2 separate regions of the Mus musculus genome follow, and region 1 is linked to region 2. A link is a contact called in public promoter capture Hi-C data. All regions are on one chromosome and are shown on one strand. Each heading gives the region's core, a stretch centred on a gene start, on an enhancer-like site or on the middle of the called end of the contact. The rest is flanking DNA. Distances are from core to core; before and after follow the strand shown. Region 1 overlaps Ptpn5 (protein tyrosine phosphatase, non-receptor type 5). Region 2 holds the start of Uevld (UEV and lactate/malate dehyrogenase domains).

Region 1 (4,856 bases), core at 2,317-4,816, 150 kb before region 2:
ACCAGGTAGGTGCATGGGCACCTGGACCTTGTAAATTATTGCCCTAAAAGAATGGTATGGCCTAATGAGAGGAAATGCAAGTCCCACATCTAAGAATGACATTGCTCTTGAGACCAAGGTACCCCAGAGAGCCCCTATAGCTGATTAGAGTCATGATCGTCCCAGCTACCCTAAGAGTTAAGTGTTTGATATTCACACAAGGTTTCAAGTGTACAGTGAAGGCCTAGAATTTGTCCTTTGGGTAGGGTCAGAGATGACTTCTTGGGCGGGTAGCTTATGAGCCCTGCTTCCATCTTCAGTCTTGATAACTTGAAGGCAGGTCCCAGCCCAGCACTAGGCATAGTACTCTATATGTAGACTGACTAGTGTTCAGTGGATTATTGTCTGAACCCAGGGAAGCAATCTTGGCCTCAACAAGAAGCAATTGCTTATCCTGGGTGCCATTTTATGGAATAGAGAAGATTGAGACCTGTACTCATGAAGGCTTGCTTATCCTAACTCTGCAGTGACCCCTAGCCCCTTTCTGCTGGTTTTTATTCCTTTACTACATTGATGCTTCTGTTTTCATTTAGAACTTCTAATGCATTTAGAGATGTTTACACTGACTGATAATTTGAGCCTTTGGGCCATTATAAACAAAGCACTGTTAGGATGTGCTAAGACACTAATGAAGTGACATTTTATAATATCATTGCCTTGAGAAGAGGCCTTAGCCAAGTATCCACCAGTCAACAGTGGTGGATCTTAACTATTTCCTGACACCAAGGCAGAAGTGAGAGCAGGAACCCAAGAGGATGAGCCTTGAAGTGCTTTGGGGAGGTAGACAGACCTGGGTTCATGTTTTAGCTCTGTCACTAACTGGCACCATGGCCTTAGGTAGATCATCTGAGTTGACCTCAAATGTCTATTCTCTCAACTACAAATGGTGATAGATATAAGATGTAAGGTTAAGTTAATGAATGACTTAATAGATCGAAAGTGTTTGTTGCACAGTATTCCATAAACGGTAGCTAATAACGATGGTAGTCATTCCATAATATGGAGCATGAACAGAAAAAATAAAAATATTAATCTTTCATTTTTTCTAAGCCTGCTCCAGGGCTCAAACTTCCAGTTCTGACCAGGCCTTCAGCAGCATAGCTTCCATGACTGTCCACCACAGGTCTGAGAGCTCACAGAGCCAATGTAGCCTCAGACAAGAGTACTGTTGTAAATCAAATAGGAAAGGGACCAACAACTGGCAAGAGAACAACCTCTGCCCTGTTAGCTTCACAGAGGTGGACATGGCTATGATGTTGTAGGGAGTTGTCTGGGTGTGCAGAGACACTAAAAAAGAGTCTCAGCGGCTGCTGCCTTCACAAAGGTTGATGCCAAAGCCCACTGAGACAGGTGAGAATTCATTCCATTCCTAAGACACGTGGGGACAGATGCTCTCCTTTTTTATCCAGTCACCATAGCTCTCAATATATTCTTTATAACCTCCTCGTAAAGCGCGCCCTTTCAACCTTGTCCTTTGACTTGGGCTCATTTCTTCTTTACAGATCTCAGCCTATCACTGCCTTATAAACTGTCTCAAAACTTAGTGGCTTCAAACAGAGACCATCTTAACCCGCTCAAAAGCTAAAGGATCAGGCAAGAATCCGCCAGGGGTTCTTCTGTTCCACATTAGCTGAGGTAATCCACTGGGCTGCGCTCACCTGCTGCTGACCAGGGAAATAATGTCCGAGAGAAAACTTTTCGTATGCACCTGGTGCCTCCGTCTCTGCCACTTGGCTTCATTCTCTCTTTAGTTAGCCTGGGTTACCTCACAGCATGGTAGTTGCGAGTACGTGGACTTCTCATATAGCAGCTGACTTCTAAGATAGAACACCCCAAGAGGGTAGAAACTGGTGCTTCATATTTCCTAAGCCTCAGAAACTATAGTATTATTTTGATTTACTGATCAGAGCTAGCCATACTCTCAGCCCAGACGAAAGTAAAGGAAGAAACATGTTTCCTCTTGATGGACCAAGTTCAAGAATCTACACCACCTTCATCTGCCATGGCGTCCTTCATCATCTCCTCTGCTCCTCTTACACTGGTTTCTTTCTTAAATATCAATTCCTTTCTCCCATTTCCTACCCCCATTGTTTTTCCAAGCCTTTCCTTATATCAACACCGCACTTCTGCCTATCTTAAGTCTTTGGCTTTTCTACTTGCTTGTAAAAAGCACGGCTGTGTGCAGACTCCTCTCCAACACTTGTTAGGCCACTGTGTGCTATACCAAAATAAATTAAAGTTGGAAATAGAGCCAATATGTTTTGAAATGGAATATTTTACATCCTTCTATCTGGACAATATTCATCTGTAAGGAGTTGGAAAGCCAGGTTCATAAGTTAAGCCAGGAGCTAATTATGACTCCTTGTCATTCTGCATTAAGATTCAAGGTTTGGAGAAAACCAAAACTAGCCTAGCTGGCTCTATCCACCATAAGGATGCTCACATGCACTTATGCGCAGGGGCACTCTGGCCCATGCATCTGAGCTCCAAACACACCTTCTGCAAAGTAGAAGTGCACAGAGCAGTTTGTTGCTTATAGGAAACAAGAAGAGAGAACACCATACTCAACAGCCAGACTCAGGCCAGGACACACAGAGAAGCTCTGGATGTGGGTAGAAAGGGGGAAACAAATGTCTTCTTGGCTTCATGGACCCCTCACTTGTGAGAGGGATACCTAGTCAAAGAGGAAAGAAAGCAGTCTTTTAAACATAAGCAAACTAAGAGCCATTCTCCTGGTGTAATGGCAGTGCTGAGCACATCTGCCCAAGTGCCTGGCGTCACTCTCATAGCTGGACCAGGACAAGTCCCTGCACCAACCACTCCAGCCCTCAGGTCACTCTCCTGCACTGGAGAGTGGGGAAGTTGGTCTTCCCACAGCAGTTGTGAGGCCACAGTGAGCTGGTACGTGCATGGACCTTGTAAACCAGAGTCTATTCACTTTATCTGCTTTCTATTGTTAGATTCAGACCCGGATATGAATCTGAGCCCTTCCTTTCAAAGCTTGGGATCCTGAACAAATCATTTCACATCTCTAAACATCGGCCCACCCCACTCAGGCTGAGGCTGACTGTGACTGTTAAGACAGATTGGTTTTTGGTTTTGTTTTTTGTGTTTTGTTTTGTTTTGTTTTGTTTTTTGCCAAATTCCAGTTGATTATCACCTTCCTTAAAACAAGCCATTTCTGACCCAGCAAGAGAGATTGTCAGATTAAGGTGCTTGCTACTAAATCTCATGACCTAAATTCAATCCCTGAGAACTACATGGTAGAAAGAAAGACCCACTCCTGCAAGGTGCCCTCCGGCTTCCACACACATGCCATGGCAAACATACATTCAAAAAAAGGCACTTACTTAATTAAAAATATAAATTTTTAAGAGACCATTTCTCCATTACAAACAAGGCCATTTGGGACTGCACTTCTTCTGTCCACCTAACCCAGTTCCTCCCTCTACCAGCCCACACCAATGGTCCTAGAGCCCAGCAGCAAGGCACACTATAGCCACACCCACCATAGCCACACCCACCATAGCCACACCCAGCCAAGAGGATGTGAGTCCAGCATGTTGTCATCTCAGGAAGTCTGTCATCTCAGAAAGGGGTAAGGCTGCCTGTGTTAGGCAAATTTTGTTGCACAAGTTACCAAAAACTTTACAGCTTTAAACATTCATTATCTTACTGTGTTTTTTACTCAGGAGTCCAGGGATGATTTAAAGGGCTTATGGTTCTGGCTTAGCCTTTCAGAACATCTCAATATGTTAGTCATTGTACAGTAATCTCAAAACTTAGCTGAAGCCAAACACCTGCTTTAATCTAAATTCACCCACAGCTGTTAACATGCCTCCTATTCCTGCAGCCTGTTGGTCTCAGTTCCTCTCCAAGCAGACCCTTCCATAGCGACCCAATAAGACACTGGTTCCCCCAGTGTGGGTGACTTCAGAGAGCATGCCATGCAGGAGAGAGCACCCCAGATGGAAGTCACAGTCTCTTCTAACCTAATCATAGAAGTGTTATGCCTTCACTTCTGCTGTGTGCTTTTGGCCACAGAGCCTAACATGGTTATCATGTGGGAGAGACTGCACAGGGTTATGAATACCAGGAGGTGGGATCATTGAGGGCCACCTTGGGGGCTGTCTACTATATTGCTTAAAAGATGAATAATTAAATTTGAAAAGCTTTTAGTAAAGCTTAATGTAACTATCACCCTCCATCCAGCTTCATTTTCAACCCACTAGAATATTTCAGTATGCTTCCTTCTTTGTATCTTTCATTGTTCAATTTGCAAGTTAAATTCTATATAATTGTATATATGGGCTAGTGTGCCATCAGTCTTAAACCATGAATATAAAATGTCCATCTTTTAACACAGTTAAATCCTTATAATTCAAAGAGACAGAGTCTTAGGATATAACAATGAACCATCCCAAAATGCTAATTAAATGGTAGTTGTAGGTTGGAGGGCACCCTTACCCCTGCTTGCATTGTTGACAGACCCCAAACCTGGGACTCACCCAAGTCCATGAATAAGGGCTGGTTAATCCTATGAGACCTCTGTAGAGACAGCTGACCAGAAAAAAAACCAGGGCATCCTGTTTCCTTGTAGAAAACCGACAAAATGACTCAGAGGTCATGTTGGCGAGCCCACTCAGGTAAAGGGAGATTCAAAGGCTCCTTGACAATCATCTATGCTGCAACCAGATCCATGAGCCTTTCCTTCTGGGAGGTGTTGATTCCCAAGCAGGATCTCTCCAGCTCCCCCAGACTTAGGAGACAGAACAAAAGGCCCTGTCTGTCCTGTCTTTCTCTTTAGACACCGGACC
Region 2 (4,680 bases), core at 211-2,710:
CCTTGTTCCTGTTCAAGAACAGCAACTGCCCTTAACAGCTAAACCATCTGTCTACCTGCCTGCATTTAACATTTTGCAATTAAATGTGTGTCTATGTGTGTTCATGTGTGTGCACATGCATGTGTATGTGTGTGTGTGTGTATGTGTGTGTGTGTGTGTGTGTGCGCGCGCGCGCGCGTGCACATGAGTGCAGGTGCCCTGGAAGCCCAGAGATGCCCTATACCCCTGGAGCCAGGGTTACAGTTGGCATAACTACTGAGCCATCTCTCTAGCCCCAGGAGTCTGCACTTCTAACAAGTTATTGTGAGTGTTCTATGCCAGAGACAAAGATGGATTTTGCTAGCTATAAAGCTGGAGGAACCTCAACTCAGGGGGTCTCACCTCAGCTGCAGCAGGGATCTTGACTGCTACTGCACAAAGACTTTGAGGAGATATTAGAATGAAAAAGATAGTTCATTAAGCAGAAATACAAGGCACACTTAAAATATTATGTGGCTTAAGGAGAATGAGCTATAAGATTGCTTTTTCAATGTGGTGGTATACTTATTTCTTCATAGAATTCTTCTAAGGTAAGTAATATTATAAGGTGATTTATGAAGACCATATAGACATGGATCAAAAGAATAAAAGCCATTTTGCTATGTGTAGGTCAAGACTGATGTGTTTTGATTCTAAGCATAGCTTACTAGCCATTTTAATAATCTTGTTAGTGACACTTGTCAGGAAAAAGAGTCTTATTTCTGTGCAGTTGGTTTTTGGTTAGTCGTGACAATATTATTTTTGAAATTTGTTTTTACTTTATGTGTACGGGTGTTTTGCCTGCAAGTACAGTGCAGAAGTAGCTCACCACGAACACGCAGCGCCCAGAAGAGGGTGTGAGAAGCTATTCAACTGGAGTTATAGGTGGTTCTCACTCTGTGTAGCCCTGGCTGTCCTGGAACTCACTTTGTAGACCAGGTTGGCAGAGACCAGCCTGACCCTGTCTCCTGAATGCTGGGATTTAAAATCGTGCGTCACCATCACCCGGCAAAACCTTGATTTTGAACATTAAAATTCGGCTACACTTTTTGACTTTGATAATTCTCCCCCACCCCCCAATTTTGTGCTGAATTCTAGTCTCCCAGGAAACTCGCATGTCGCTTGCATCTGTTCGTTCTTTGGTTCTTCCTAGCTAAATTCCCACCCCCACCCCACCCACCCCCAGCAAGCGGGCGGTATTTTTCCACCTCGCAGGGCGCTCCAGTCCCCGGAGCCCTGGGCGGCTGTCAGTCTCTAGTTTAGGGTAAAGGTAGATGCAGAACCCGCGGGAGTCCTCGGACTGGAAAGGGCGGGGTGGGACGGGGCGGGGCTCTGAGATCTGGTCTCCGGGTCTAGTCGATACCTGACTGACGGGGCGCGGCGTCTGGATGCATCCTACCCGAGCTCCGCCTACTGCAGAAGGCGGGGACCGTCCTCTGCGGAAGTTTGGGCCCGTGCGGCCTCCGTTCCCAGCGTGTTTTGAAACAAGCCCAGTGACTGCGGCCGAAGAACGCGCCCCTGCTGACCATGGAGTTCGACTGTGAGGGCGTGAGACGGCTGCTAGGCAAGGTGCAGGCAGGTCGGGGGGCGGACGGGACCTAGCATTCTCGTCACTGCGCGTCGCCCCAGCCCATTCCCCCCACCCCATGTCCTTTTTTCCAAGATTGTTTTGTCGTTTTGACACACCCATACATACTCTTTCCCAGGCTGGCCTGGAAGTCGCGGCAATCCTCCTGCTTCAGCCTCCCGGTGCTGGGGTCACAGGCAGGCGGTGCCTCGCCCCCCTTGAATGAGTCACTCCCTGCTAGTGTCTCTACCTGCTTTGAGAAATCCGGGTTATCACCTTGTGGAAGCCATTCTCCGCCGTGCTTCCTCCTGGAGCGTTTGTGACTGTACACTGTACTCTTGTCTCTGTAGTCCTCTCATCTAGCACTGTGGTCACATTGTAGGTACTCACAACGAGAACCCCGCAGACGCGAGTGCAGGCCTGGACAGGGCTTTACTGTGGAAAGGTGGATGGAGGTTTCTTCCACCCTCAAGTCTCTACCCACCCCACCCCCAGGCTGTATGCTCAGCATTCCTGACTCCCGCCCTCGAGCATACTAGGGCTGTCTAGTTCAGAGGTTACCTTGTTTAGTGATCCTGGCCGTTCAGATTGCCCTGGAAGAGCCCTGAAACATGATTCTGTGCTGATATTCTTGGACGTAGGGGGTGTCTCTTTGTCGGGACAGTTTTTACACTTGTAAGAGTTTTAAGAGCTCCTAAAGTTGAAATCGTGTATGTAGTTGATTCTGATGGTTTAGCTTACAGTTACAGGTGTAGGTTGATTGAGTTGGTTGTAAGACTTCTCATTTGCAAAAAGAAAAAAGAGAAAAAGAAGCCTGGTGTGGTGGCACACGGCTTTAATCCAGGCACTCAGGAGGCAGAAACAGGTAGCTCTCTGTGAGTTGAGGCCAGCCTGCTCTACATAGTAAAGTTCTGGACAGCCAGGGCTACATAATGAGACAAAATACAAAAAAAAAATCTAGACCAGGCTGGCCTCAAACTCACCAAGATTCTCCTGCCTCTGCCTAGCAAGGGCTTGGGATCAAAGGCATTCATCAGTACAGCTGCCCTGTGAAGCTGAGACTGTGTTCCAGTCCACAGCAGTGCAGATAGGTACGGGGGAGTTCTGAGTTCCCCACGTCCTCGCCAGCACTTACTGTTGTCTCATTTTGATTATGGTTTGTATCTTGATTATGCTGCGATTTCGCCAAACTTTTTTGTTCATTTCCAAGGTTATTGTGGCTGTTCTAAGTCTCACGAGTGTCCATATCAATTGGTGTTTAATGGTGAGGTATGTGTGTGCTGCAGACCAAAACCAGGCCTTCTGGATATCCTAAGCAACTGCTTTATCGTTTAGATACATCTCCAGCCCAGTTTTCAGACTTTTGTAACAGCTGAAGTTTCACTAAGGGATTACGCCAAACCTTTCGGGAAATGTGATGATCATGACGATCTTAGATCCACAAACACAGGATACTTTCCCACTTAAAACAGTTTTCCAAGCCAGGTCTTCAATCCCAGCACTTGGGAGGCGGAGGCAGGCAAATCTCTGTGAGTTCGAGGCCAGTCTGGTCTACGAAGTGAATTCTAGGACAGCCAGGGCTACACAGAGGAACCTGTCTTGAAAAACCGAAAAAACAAAACAAACAACAACAACAAAAAAAAAACCTTTCCATTTTATTTCTTCCAACAGTGGTAGGTTTTCAATATCCCTTCTGTACCTTTCTGAACTGATTTCCAAGTAGTTTTATTCGATTTCCATGATGTTGATAAACTGCCTCCTCTCAATTAATCCTCATGGTGAGCCTCGGGAGTGGGTAGGATTTTTCTTTGTAGGTAAGAAAATAAGTTGAGAGAAGTTACATGATGGCGCCCACAAGGCCACAAAGAAAGACAGGGAGAGGCAGTTCACCAGCTTGTAGCAAACTCTTGCTTGTATTTCTTTCCCCTGTAAAATCTAAGATACCAGCTGGAGGCGGACAAGGGAAAGTCAAGTTGTCTCTAGTGAAGGAGGCATTCAGACAAAAGGGCTGACAGGTTGGTGAGACAGCTGCCATCAAGCAGGACACCCTTGAGCTTGGTCCCTGGAAGCCTGGGGTTGGAAGGAAGAGCTGATTCCTGCGAGTGTCCTCTGCCCTCCACATCAGCACCCACACTTACATACCTGCATTAAATTAGTAAATTAAAATGTAGTTAAAGACAGGTGGATCTTGAATGCTCATGAGTGGTTCATCATGTACTGTCCCACAGGCTCTCGGGGTGTTTGGAGGCATTTAGACTTAACTGATCAAGGCCCAGAGCTTGGGGTTAAGCTTGGTGTTTAATACCTTGCTTTGGTATCCAACTTAGCAAATTGCATGGATTCTCTAGATTTCTTTTTTTTTTTTTTTTTTTTCTTTTTCTATCAAGTGGAGCACCTGTAAACTCTCCGTGCTCCTCAGAACTATGGTTTCAATGATGAAACCAGAAATCCTTGATGATGGATGCCTGTGTTCCTGGCATCTAGGGGGCGGAGACGGGAAGGGAAGATGGATGGCCAGCTTGAGGTCCGCCTGAACTGTAAAGTGAGACCCTGCCTCGCATTCATAATGAGTCAAACTCTGGTGACACCTGTGGTGGTAAAGCGCTTGGTCCTTGTCCCACAGCAGGTATTTAGTCTTGTCCGTCCGTAGCTCTGTCTTCATTCCGTGCTGCTCATTGCTCTCATTTCAGTACAAGTTCAGGGATCTGACTGTGGAAGAGCTGAAGAATGTGAGCGTGTCTTTCCCGCACTTCAGATACTCCGTGGACACCTATGGTATGAATAGTGTCTTCTAGTCCTCGCTGCATTATTTGGGTTATTAATTATTTGGCCTAAAGAGCTTCCGTTTTTATTTCTCTTCTTTTAATCTCAGAACTTGCGATGTAGCTAAGGGATGGCCTTGAACTTCCGATCCTCATCCTGCAGCTCCTGAGTGCTGGGATTGCAGGCAGGCACTGCCACTCCCTGCTTTCTTTGGTGATAGACGTTGAAGCCAGGGCTTTGTATATACTAGCCAAGTACTCTACCAACCGAGCCCCACTCCACCGTCTGTGGTTTTGAGACATGATTGGTTTGCATTCCTTTGCTGGTCTGGT

What was found. Promoter capture Hi-C pulls out the DNA fragments that hold promoters and counts their contacts.
Region 1: a contact with region 2 is called in a promoter capture Hi-C map of hematopoietic stem and progenitor cells. The contact joins the enhancer-like site here to the promoter of Uevld in region 2. A contact is called at or near these places in 14 of 39 promoter capture datasets (the C10 cell line, the HPC-7 cell line, cranial neural crest and 10 more), 1 of 15 datasets of contacts at CTCF or cohesin (the NIH/3T3 cell line), 8 of 484 Hi-C or Micro-C datasets (B cells, Th1 cells, bone marrow-derived macrophages and 5 more), 2 of 115 datasets of contacts at active chromatin or transcription factors (CD8 T cells and pancreatic cancer cells) and 3 of 9 other capture datasets (adipose tissue, liver and pancreatic islet).

The regions. Positions count from the first base shown.
Region 1 is chr7:47,102,956-47,107,811 of GRCm38.p6, reverse strand. All of the region lies in intron 2 of Ptpn5 (protein tyrosine phosphatase, non-receptor type 5), which reads left to right. It overlaps Gm14377 (a long non-coding RNA gene), which reads right to left. Exons shown (of 4, transcript XR_003946769.1): 1 at 4,548-4,856. Among named protein-coding and RNA genes, the nearest start is that of Gm14377, 9.8 kb to the right of the region's middle. Within about 2 kb of position 3,566, at least 82 of the 459 cell types and tissues checked have an H3K27ac peak or open chromatin away from gene starts, as enhancers often do. A contact at or near this core is called in B cells, CD8 T cells, Th1 cells and 4 more, where this site is marked.
Region 2 is chr7:46,955,298-46,959,977 of GRCm38.p6, reverse strand. Uevld (UEV and lactate/malate dehyrogenase domains) reads left to right here and starts at 1,460. Exons shown (of 12, transcript NM_001040695.1): 1 at 1,460-1,587; 2 at 4,276-4,360. The coding sequence starts at 1,546. It overlaps Gm39012 (a long non-coding RNA gene), which reads right to left and starts at 2,095. Exons shown (of 2, transcript XR_882075.3): 1 at 1,715-2,095.